Regions from separate parts of the Bombyx mori genome. Here region 1 is linked to region 2. The links are chromatin contacts, called in public Hi-C maps. All regions are on one chromosome and are shown on one strand. The core of a region is the stretch at or near the end of the contact, and the rest is flanking DNA. Distances in the headings are between cores, read along the strand shown. Region 1 holds the start of Pts (6-pyruvoyltetrahydropterin synthase). Region 2 holds the start of LOC101742601 (tyrosine-protein kinase Shark).

What was found. Hi-C and Micro-C count contacts between places; a contact is called where the count stands out from the background.
Region 1: a Hi-C map of posterior silk gland shows a contact between it and region 2, with 1.8 times the contacts expected there. The contact joins the promoter of Pts here to the promoter of LOC101742601 in region 2. A contact is called at or near these places in 2 of 7 Hi-C or Micro-C datasets (middle silk gland and posterior silk gland).

Annotation. Positions count from the first base shown.
Region 1 is chr5:13,684,207-13,689,227 of ASM3026992v2, reverse strand. It overlaps Pts (6-pyruvoyltetrahydropterin synthase), which reads left to right and starts at 1,380. Exons shown (of 4, transcript NM_001046638.1): 1 at 1,380-1,613; 2 at 1,791-1,870; 3 at 2,089-2,234; 4 at 2,718-3,315. The coding sequence starts at 1,546. The coding sequence ends at 2,927. LOC101741167 (alkaline ceramidase) reads right to left here. Exons shown (of 5, transcript XM_004930005.5): 5 at 4,264-5,021.
Region 2 is chr5:13,531,307-13,536,589 of ASM3026992v2, reverse strand. It overlaps LOC101742601 (tyrosine-protein kinase Shark), which reads left to right and starts at 2,185. Exons shown (of 14, transcript XM_004930017.4): 1 at 2,185-2,708; 2 at 3,240-3,336; 3 at 3,411-3,487; 4 at 3,598-3,806. The coding sequence starts at 2,673.

The sequences.
Region 1 (5,021 bases), core at 131-2,630, 150 kb before region 2:
ATTATTATCAAATAAATAAAAGAGAGCAAAGTTTCTAGCACTAAAATAATTACCACCACAGAAAGTTAATTTTGAAACGCGATTTTTTATAAGTTAGCAGCTATTATCATGCATATTCAGAGTTGTTTTGTGAACTTTCAACATTCTACTATTAAACTACAAAAAATGGAAGATTTTGCAACGAATATAAAACTTATATTGAGCGTCGAAAGATTTTCCCGGTTTTTTCCCGATTCGCCTCTCAATCCCTAATCGCCCCATTTTACCGGTACCGGATTAAAGATGACACATCACTTTTACCGTCATTTCCACAGATCGTAAATATCTTTAACTTATTTTTTTTTTTTGTAGTTGAATCATCCAGCATAACTATGCAATGCAACTGTTGAACTCCAAATTCTATGAGAATCGAATAAAATCATGGGAACGTCTATCCCTGGGAACGTTCAAAAATATCCTAAATAATATGAAATAATATGATTGACTATTTAGAGACCTGTCAGTAATGTCAGTTTTGTCGCAGTTCTAAATCGTAAATGTCACTATTTTTTTGTATTATAGGCCTATTACGTTTGGCTGATATTTGTCGACTGAATTCAGAAGCAAATTTAGAAGCTTCTTATTACACTGTTCTAAATTCAGTTACTGAATCAATTGTCAGTTTAAACGTGACGAAATAAGACGTGTCGTTTGCGTAAGAGGATGGCCCCAGTATTATCTAGACAACAACAATCTTTTTTGTTTTTGATTTTTGTTTCATTCAAAAATAAATAAAAATTGAAACAAGAATATCGGTGAGGAAATATTTATTGCTGTGTGGAATATTAGCAAATAAGTTATGCGTTTCTAATTAGGCTTCTAAATTATTCAGTCTTTTTTTTTTTTTGGTCAGGAGGAAATCGCCGGACTTCCGCCCTTTTCTGGGGATACTGGGCGGGGTATGTCAGAGTCGAACTGACTAAAACCTCCTGTCGCTCAACAACCAACATCCAAACCTCGCATGAGACAGAACTCATGACAAGGCAAAGGGGGGAAAGTGAAGCGTTTAGTGCGGAGCACATCTCTCCCATCACCCTCCCCCTCGGGACGCCGGACTGGCGGTCGTCGGCGCCACGACCACCAGCCCTCTCGGTCGGCAGACTGTCCGAAGCCCGCCTAGATGGCGCCAGTTAGAGAATGATTCAGTCAGCCAGAAAACTTCCTTGTTACTGAATTCAGTAGACTAACTTACTTAATGCTATTACACTTGACTGAATTCAGTAGCGACTGACTTGAGGCGTCTGAATTCAGCCAAGTGTAATAAGCCTATTAAGTAATTTCGAAACCATGAGCAGCTTTGATCTGAGTGAAGTATCTTAAAAATACTCTGTGGACGAAAGAAAGATATAAAAACCGGTTATTTTTAAAGTCGCTTCATTTTAATTTTCTTATAATATCAGACTAGAGGCTGACATAATTTCAATAAAAAAGCAAAACTCCATTTAATGCGTTAAGTTTTTGATTCTTACTGTATTTGAATTTTCTATTGAATTATTGAATTACACAATGTCTTCTTTACCTATTGTATCAATAATACGCCGTGAAACTTTCAGTTCCGCTCATAGGCTGCACAGGTAAATGGTTATAAAGTAATACGTATTAATTAATTCAATTTATAAAATTATTTTATGATAATATTAAGTTGTGTTCGACCTTCTAACTCAGATCAATAAGGTTATCAGTAAAAAAAACGGATATTTATAACGTGTGGTAACATCTACCGTCACAATAATTAATTTATTATTTTTCAGCCCGTTTTTAAGTGACGAAGAGAACAAAAAAGTTTATGGTAAATGCAACAATCCTAATGGTCACGGTCATAATTATGTTGGTAGGTTATTCTTTTGACATCAGTTTTTTTCTATATTTTTTTTTATTTGTAGTTTATTCAGAAATAAAAAAAACGTATTGTATAATTATTTTATGTATGTATGTACTACATGCTATAACCAATTTTGAGAAATCGCATTGTATTTACAATTTTACCATAATAAAGTTCAGTTCATTTTATCACAAAAATATTAAAATAATGTGGACTAATAATTTCAGTTCTTGTAACAGTAAAGGGTCCTGTAGATCCTCAAACTGGTATGGTGATGAATATAACTGACCTCAAGAAATACATAAAAACAGCCATCCTGGAACCACTCGACCATAAGAATTTAGATAATGATGTTCCATACTTCAAAACTATGGTAAGTCATTACTTTTAAAGGTTAAGCAAAATAATATTTTAATTGTATACATATAATTAAGATTGTACACATGTATGTATAATTTAAATTGTTTGTCGTGTGCATTTTAACATGTTTTAGATATTTGTATAGATAAATATGTGGGTAGAGTTATGTCTACCAATTTTTTTATTAGCCTCTCCTCAGTATAGATGACTGTATGAATATATGGCTGTTTTTTACTCCAGAAGCTGTTCTATATGCAAGACCAATAAAAAAGAGTAAATACATCTACTGGTGGCAATATAATTTATTGTTATTATATTGCCTATTTAAAAATATAGAGATGGGTAAAATCAAATTCCACAGGGTCTGCTGCAGTGGTATACTGGATGTTGTTAAAGACCATGACATGCCATAATTGCACTGATGCCAATTCCTTTACAAAAGACTAGAGACTGCTGTAAGCTATTTAATTCTTTAAAACAATATTGTCTATTACAGGCAAGTACTACAGAAAATGTCGCAATATATGTCTGGGACCAACTTCAAAGAATAATGGAAAAACCACAATTACTGCATGAGGTTAAGATCCTAGAAACTGAAAAAAATCATGTTGTGTACCGTGGTGGTAATACATACTCTAGGAAAAAGCCTGACTCCTCTTGTCACCGAAGTCATGTTTCTCATGAAGTTTCCTCAGATTCTGACTAACAAAATTCTTGAATCTTGAATGTTTTTATAATGAAAAATATTTTATATTACTATTGTTAGGTGATGTATACATTCCTTAAGTAAGACAGATCAAAGAAGCTAATTTTTATAAGAATAAAATTAAAACATTATAATTACATATATTATGTTTCTAAAATATTTTAAATTATTAAAATGGCTGAATTGGCTATGCACCTTATGTGATGACCTAATAATTACAGATTAAAATTTTTATTTATGATCGAATATTTTAATAAAATATTTGTTCTGAAAATCAGGTTCGTTTTACCATATTGTAACCTGGTGTACATTTTAAAGTTTATATGTTTTGAAGAATGTATGAATAAGTGAAACTATACAGCTTGAATAAATGTTTCTTGCCATCTTGACATTTTTAGCAATTTTATTAGCTTTATGTAACAAAATCTTAGTCATTTTATCTGACTTCAAGATTTCAAAGTAACTGAAAATTTTGCACACGCATTGAGGTGCAATGAGAATAAAATAATTTTATTGCCACTCTATTGTCATATCAGTATCAGCACGATAAAAGATGGAATTAATTGTTCGGTTTGCTATTTAAACCAGTTTTTTTTTTAGTTTTCGACTGACTCAGTGGTGCAATAATTAAAAAGCCCCTGATTGTTGTGTTGAGGGTCATAGGTTCGATACCCACATAGGGCATACATTCGTGTGATTTACAGGTTTGTCTGGTGCCTATTTTCTGCACACACTATATGTATTTATATATAGAAAGGTATATAAGTATGTATGTCAGTGTCGGTACCCATAACACGGAATGCTAATTTGGAGCCGGACGACCGTGCGTGATTCGTTCCCGATTATTTATTATTATATATTATTGAAATGTGTTTTTTCCACGCAATAGATGGCTGAACAGCCTGATGGCCCTTTTTCTTCCCATCTAGTATTTATGAGTCGACACTTGACAATGTGAATGCCGCCATACATCTTGGGACATGACGTTGAAGTTTGAATTATATCGCGTGACGGTTGTCCTGCCGTGCAAACTGAACCTGCTTCGCGGCATAAATAAGTATGGTCGTAATTATAAAATAACATTATTCATTCTATATCTTCCATTTTAGGTAAGAATATTTCGGGGATGCAACTATTATTATCCCCGTTACAATCGGACGAGCATAGGGCCTACCCATTGGTAACTAGTCATCATCGCTTATGGACATCAGCAATTCCGAAACTAGTCTTTGTTCACCAAAGGTTCACACACTTTAGAAATTAACCCAAAAACAAAATAAGGTATTGAAGAATGTATAAAGTGCGTATGGTTTTTAGTAAAAAAAAAACAAGTAAAGATGAAAGACAAAACCTTTATTTTGATATCATGGGACAGAAAGTAGAATTTTCTTTATTTACATAGGTATAAATACATTCTCATTTCTCATACATACAATGTACTACAAATTTTTTATGCAACAGATATGTTATCTTCATAATAACTGACTCTTCAAATCTGATCGCGCCATATATATCTACATATCTACCGATATAGTGCACACACATGTTGACAAGTAGCATTAATGAAAAGTACAAAAGATGGGATAAGCGCGTAAGTAAAAAAGATAGCTATAATTGGAACGATTGCACTTGTTATATTATTATTGCATTTGTTTAGACGCGACTAAAGACGAAACGTCCCAATTGGCCTGTTTTCGAGTCTTCACTTGACGTGCGCTTGAAACATGTCTGCTTCTTTTTACATAATATAAAATATCATTGCATACATACCAATGTTGTCAACTTGCCAAAAAAGTCTGATTCCTTGAAAAAACAAATTTTTCTAAACTTATTTCAATATGTCATTTTCTCAAAAAATCCAAGTTTTCATATTAATACAGCGTCAACAAAACAATTTCAAAACAGTTGCCTACACATTACGCTAAACAAATATGTGTTTTGGAACAAAATTTACACATCGATTATATTATACAACATTTTCAGAAACAATTTAATTAACACTCAACTACTTATATACATACCAATATAAAATTGTTTATATATCTAATTTAAACTATATGTATAAAATTAAATAATACTTTTATGAATAAATAA
Region 2 (5,283 bases), core at 936-3,435:
AATATTTACTTTCTGCGAATGTAAAAGTATGTACTGAGAAAATACTTGAGTTGAATCATTCTGCGCCAGATAGGTATTCAATTGGTGATATTTACTGATCACGTGAGTCATCTGCGCTTTGCGAAGGTATATACTTGTACGTTATACAATGTGCCGATTAGGGCTGCCACAGATGTCCTTATTTATTACGATTTAATTTATTAGTTAATGATAATTATGTTTTTAAGCTGTTTCTTAATTTGCTTAAGTTTAATTTCACAGTTCATAGACTATGTAGCCTAAATATCACTTTCCACCTTGAAACATAAGATTGAGTTCAAAATTTTTTTTGGCGTGCGTAAAGGCCACGTTATGCTGCATTATTACTTTCCAGCAGAAATATATAGGTGTACCGTTCCCACAGTCTTGCAAGTTTAAAAGTGAATTAAAGGAGTAACAATAGAAGATTTTTTGAAAATTCTTCTACCATGAACAGATGACATGGAAGTAATAGCTGTAGCTTGAGAAGGCCACGATCACATTCCCTTAACAGTTAAGTGATTAAACTATTCAATAATAAAGTTAATAGCCCCTATTGTCAAAGTTATTCCTTGACAACTTTTCCTATTATTTTCAATACTAAAACGACAAACTCATTTTATAAATAGGAACCGTTGGCAAGATAATGTTAGTTCCTAGTGTTTACACAGTACTAGTTCTTTGATCTGAGTATGTAAACGTGCACTATATGCATACATACATATGTACAGGCTTGTCTCTTGACTGTATTAGTGAACTATACAACATTCTAGAATTTAATTTTAAAATCATTCAATGAACCCTTAACAAATTCGGTCGCCAAAAAGTTACTGATTTAATTTAAGCTTTCTAAAAATCTAGTATGTATATTTTATACGATTGAAAACTTAAAGATTCCAAATTTATTGATGTAGTTCTTACCGTAAATTTCACAAAAATTCTGATATTCAAAAAGGAAAATCGAAATTTGGTGATTTGTTACTAATAGTAATAACAATGAGAATATAGTTCATTATGTAGATACCTATTTCGTTTTACAAGAGTTGTGGTTACATTAGGTATCGATAAAATTAACATTTTTTTGTAGTACGAATTTATGTAGAATGTCGATTGGGAAACTGGAATTTAGAATTAATAGATAATCGAGTGATGCTTCAATCAAGCTTAATGTGCCTAATTGTGTCTCATTTAAAAACTATTACAGTATTTAGAAAAATGAATTTTCCCAACATTCTACACCTCACAAAAACATGGGTACCTTGTTATAATATGTTCATAAACATCATTCTATCATAATATGTTTTAGGTTCGTTTGCACTTTGAAGACATTGTGTAAAAAAAGATACAAAAGAAAAAGTTTTATAAGTGATTGTAAATTAGTATAACTTTCGTTCGACATTCAAATTTCGATGCAACATTCGATTAGAGTTGTATATGCTATCCATTGCTATCAATTTTCATGCTTTGCTACATCTTAGTTATTGTCTTATAAGACTTTGTTTGCAAATTCAAAACCATTGTCGTTCTTATATACTTATACATGGAGCTTAGAACAAAAAAACGCAGCCAAAAATTTATATGCCATCTTGATTTTCATTAGTTTTCGTTTTCAATGACTTTATAGCCAGGACACATCTTGTTAAATTGCCACAATGCGCTTTGGTCGAATAACTTAATAGTCACTACACAAATTTCGTTACGTGGTTGTTCTGTGACTGCTACGTTGAGTTGTGACCGGTCTCTGAGCTTTAACTGGTGGTAGGATATCGTTGTGAGCCCGCACAGGTATAACCATCCCGCCCATTTCTGCTGAGAAGCCGCGGCGCTGTCGGTTTGAGGGTTGGGGCAGCTGTTGTATTGAAAAATGAGACTTAGAACTCATATCTCAAGATATGAGTTCTAAGTTCTGGGTGGCGACATTTACGCTATCGATGTCCATGGGCCAGTAACCACTTAGGTAACAGAAGGTGGACGTGAGCTTGTCTACTCGGGATATTATGGGCCCACATGGGTAAGTATTTGTCGTGAAGAATTTTCATGTCCCAATTTTAAGGAAAGGACGGCAGTTAAACTTTCAATTCGAGACTTACGACTCACATCTGAAGGTGAGCGCCAGCATTTACATGTCTATAGAATCCGCTAATCACTTAAAGCCAGGTGGGCCGTGAGCTCGTCGATCTATCCACAACAAAAAATATCATAAAGTGTAAACCATAACATACTAAAAAAAACTTGTTTATTTTTGACTTGTCTGCTGCGTACTTACTACATGTAATTTTATTTTAAATGTTTGAAATATCTGAATAAGAATTGAGATTGTGTGTGAGGGAATGCGTACTACACATAAAGCGTTTGCGTTGTGGAACTGTGTGTGTACGTTGGTGTTGGTGATTCATTTCTCGGAATTGACCTTGCTATGAGTCATTCGCTGGAAGGCAGAGTCGGGGATACCGCGCCTGTCTGCTTGCTGCCGGCTGCATGGCACACGCACTCCGTTTGCTGTTCCTAGTTTAATACCGAGTTTTGTGTATCTTAATTAAAAAGTAAATTAAGTTGTAAAAATGTGCTATTATAGAAAACGTAGAAAATATCGTTAATCATAATTTTTATTAATACTTGGAAATATAATATTTGTGTTTTGGAATTTGGATATCATGATAACAACCATGACGTCATTCATATTACTTAAGGTAAGAAAATTATTACATTAATTGATCTATATTAATAATTAGTTATTTTTGCAAAACTAGTATTTATGTAGATGATGAATCATCCTAAATTTCTTATCAGTTTCTTATTTGACGATTCAGTTGTGACGTTTGACTTATAACCACATTTATTTAAAATTGAAACATGTTGGTGTTTGTCTCTCTTTAACGCAGACTTTGTAACGAAGTCGGAGGGAGATAAATAATACAGATGAGAGAAGACTTTAAACTTTCAATTTGATAGTATTATGGTAGGTAATAAACAACAAGAAAGAATGAAATAGAATGAAACATGGCGCGTCAGTATCAGTAATTACATCAAAGTTTTGACTTCTGGCAAAGTTTTGAAACTTCCCACGGAACATTTTGGATTTGATTTGATATGTTACAACAGATTAAAACTTTATTAATTGAGGATTAAGAAAAACAAATAAGAAAATTAGTAGTTTTAGGTCATCTGATGTGTGGAATGTGGTGCATACCTGTTGAACAAGTTTCCAATTAACTTTTCAGACAAACTCTTTTTTGTTGAGGATGAATAGAGAAGACAACGTTAACTGGTTTCATGGGAAAATATCACGTGAATCCGCTGAGAAACTGTTAAAAGAGGGTTAGTAAATAGTTCTTTTGTCATTGTTTTGAACAAAATAAAACTTTAAATATAACAAAGTTTTGTAATTTCAGAAGGAGAAGATGGTGTATTTTTAGTACGGGAGAGTAATACTTCGCCTGGAGATTATGTTTTGTCTGTTTTGCATCAGGTACACTAAATTTCTAATAAATTTGATAACCTAAAAAAATATTTTAAATAAAGTTTATTTGAGAATTTAAAACTGCTAGACAATTCTGAAATAGAAGATTTAATTTTCAGGGTCAAGTAGTGCATTATCAAATACGCAGACACGGTGAAGATGCATTCTTCTCTATAGAAGAGCACACAACTGTTCATGGATTGGATACTCTTATACAACATTACCGTAGTGATTCAAATGGACTTGTTACTAGGTTGTCCATTGTCTGTAAAGGAGAACCACCACCGCATGAGTCGAGGACACAGGGAACAACAAATTTACTGCACAGGTGTGTTTCAAACTCAATTTTTTTTTCTAAAGCCAAACACATTTTTTGACAGAGAAATTGAAATAAATTTAGTAAAATAACAATTAACTTACAACTGGATTTGTATATGAATTAAGACAACAAAGCACTAAGGCATTCAGACATCACCACTGTATCTCTAGTCAGTGATTATGCTAATTAAAGTTCTGAAATGGTTATAATTAAGTAATTAAGCTTCTGGCAGGCAAATCAGGCTTAGTAATGCTCATATCTTACAACAATGGAATGTGCATGTTTGAAATAACGAACGTGAAAACTCTGGCACAATTTTTTTTTATAATTTCTCTGATCTGTTTTACTAGTAATCTAAAAGGCACCAACTTATTCCAAGTTTCTTATGTCTTTGATTTAAAGAACTAATTTTCTAGATTTGTACAACAAATGCTTGTAAGGTGAATTATACAAATACAAGATAATTTAATTACAGCAAAGCTTAGAAAACTAAAATGAACTAAATTCTTAATTTATTTCATTCATTTCGATATGTTTTCATTGCTATCTAATCATATGCTAAGATGAATCCTTGATCACCAATTACGAGAAATTAAAAAATAAAGCAAATTTTCCTAAAATACAAGTAAAATAACAACATCAAAAAACTTTAATCAAATTTATTATTTTGGCTATAAGTTTCAACTTTACTTGAATAAGATTTAAATGTATTTACTATACAATTTTAAACAAATGCTATATCATTTTAGTATTGTGGATACTCAGTCAAACACACAGTTAATAAACTTGTTCAATCCCTTAATTAGTGATATCGTGACTAGTTCAAGAAGGATGTTCTATTAAGAAGAGGGTCCCGTAAATTGTCCTTAATTCCCTCTTGTGTTTTATTGTCTCAATGGATAGATAGATATCGTTTGAGTTTTTCAATTATGTTATGTACTGTTATTATGTTAAACTTTTATTGAAATAAAGCTTGAAAGTGTTTTACTAGGATAAATTATATTATTCAGGAAATATCTTATGATATTACGGATCATGGCTAGACTAAATTGATATTATTTCATTATTGTAAAAGTATGATATTATTTCTTCCTCACAAGAGGTTTGATCAGAGTACTCGGCAGTAGGCAGCAACTTGCCTGTACCTCTGGGATTGTTCATTTTTAAGTGCAATGGTGATTATACTTATTATCAGGCCCATATGCAAGCCAATTTACAACAGCAACAAAAAAATACCCTTTTTACTACTCTGTATCATATTATCTCAAATCACAAAAATCTGTGCAGTATTAAAAATGTTGCACGTTCCGAAATTAATAAAATCAACGATCAATTAGTACTTTAAAGTGTTAAAATTATGAGATTAGAAAATCTAAGGACTCCCCTAACACTTTATGTAAGCTAATATAATAATATATATTTATGTATATAACATAATGGGAATTAAATATAACTTTAAATTTCACTAAAGTTCAGTCTTATAATT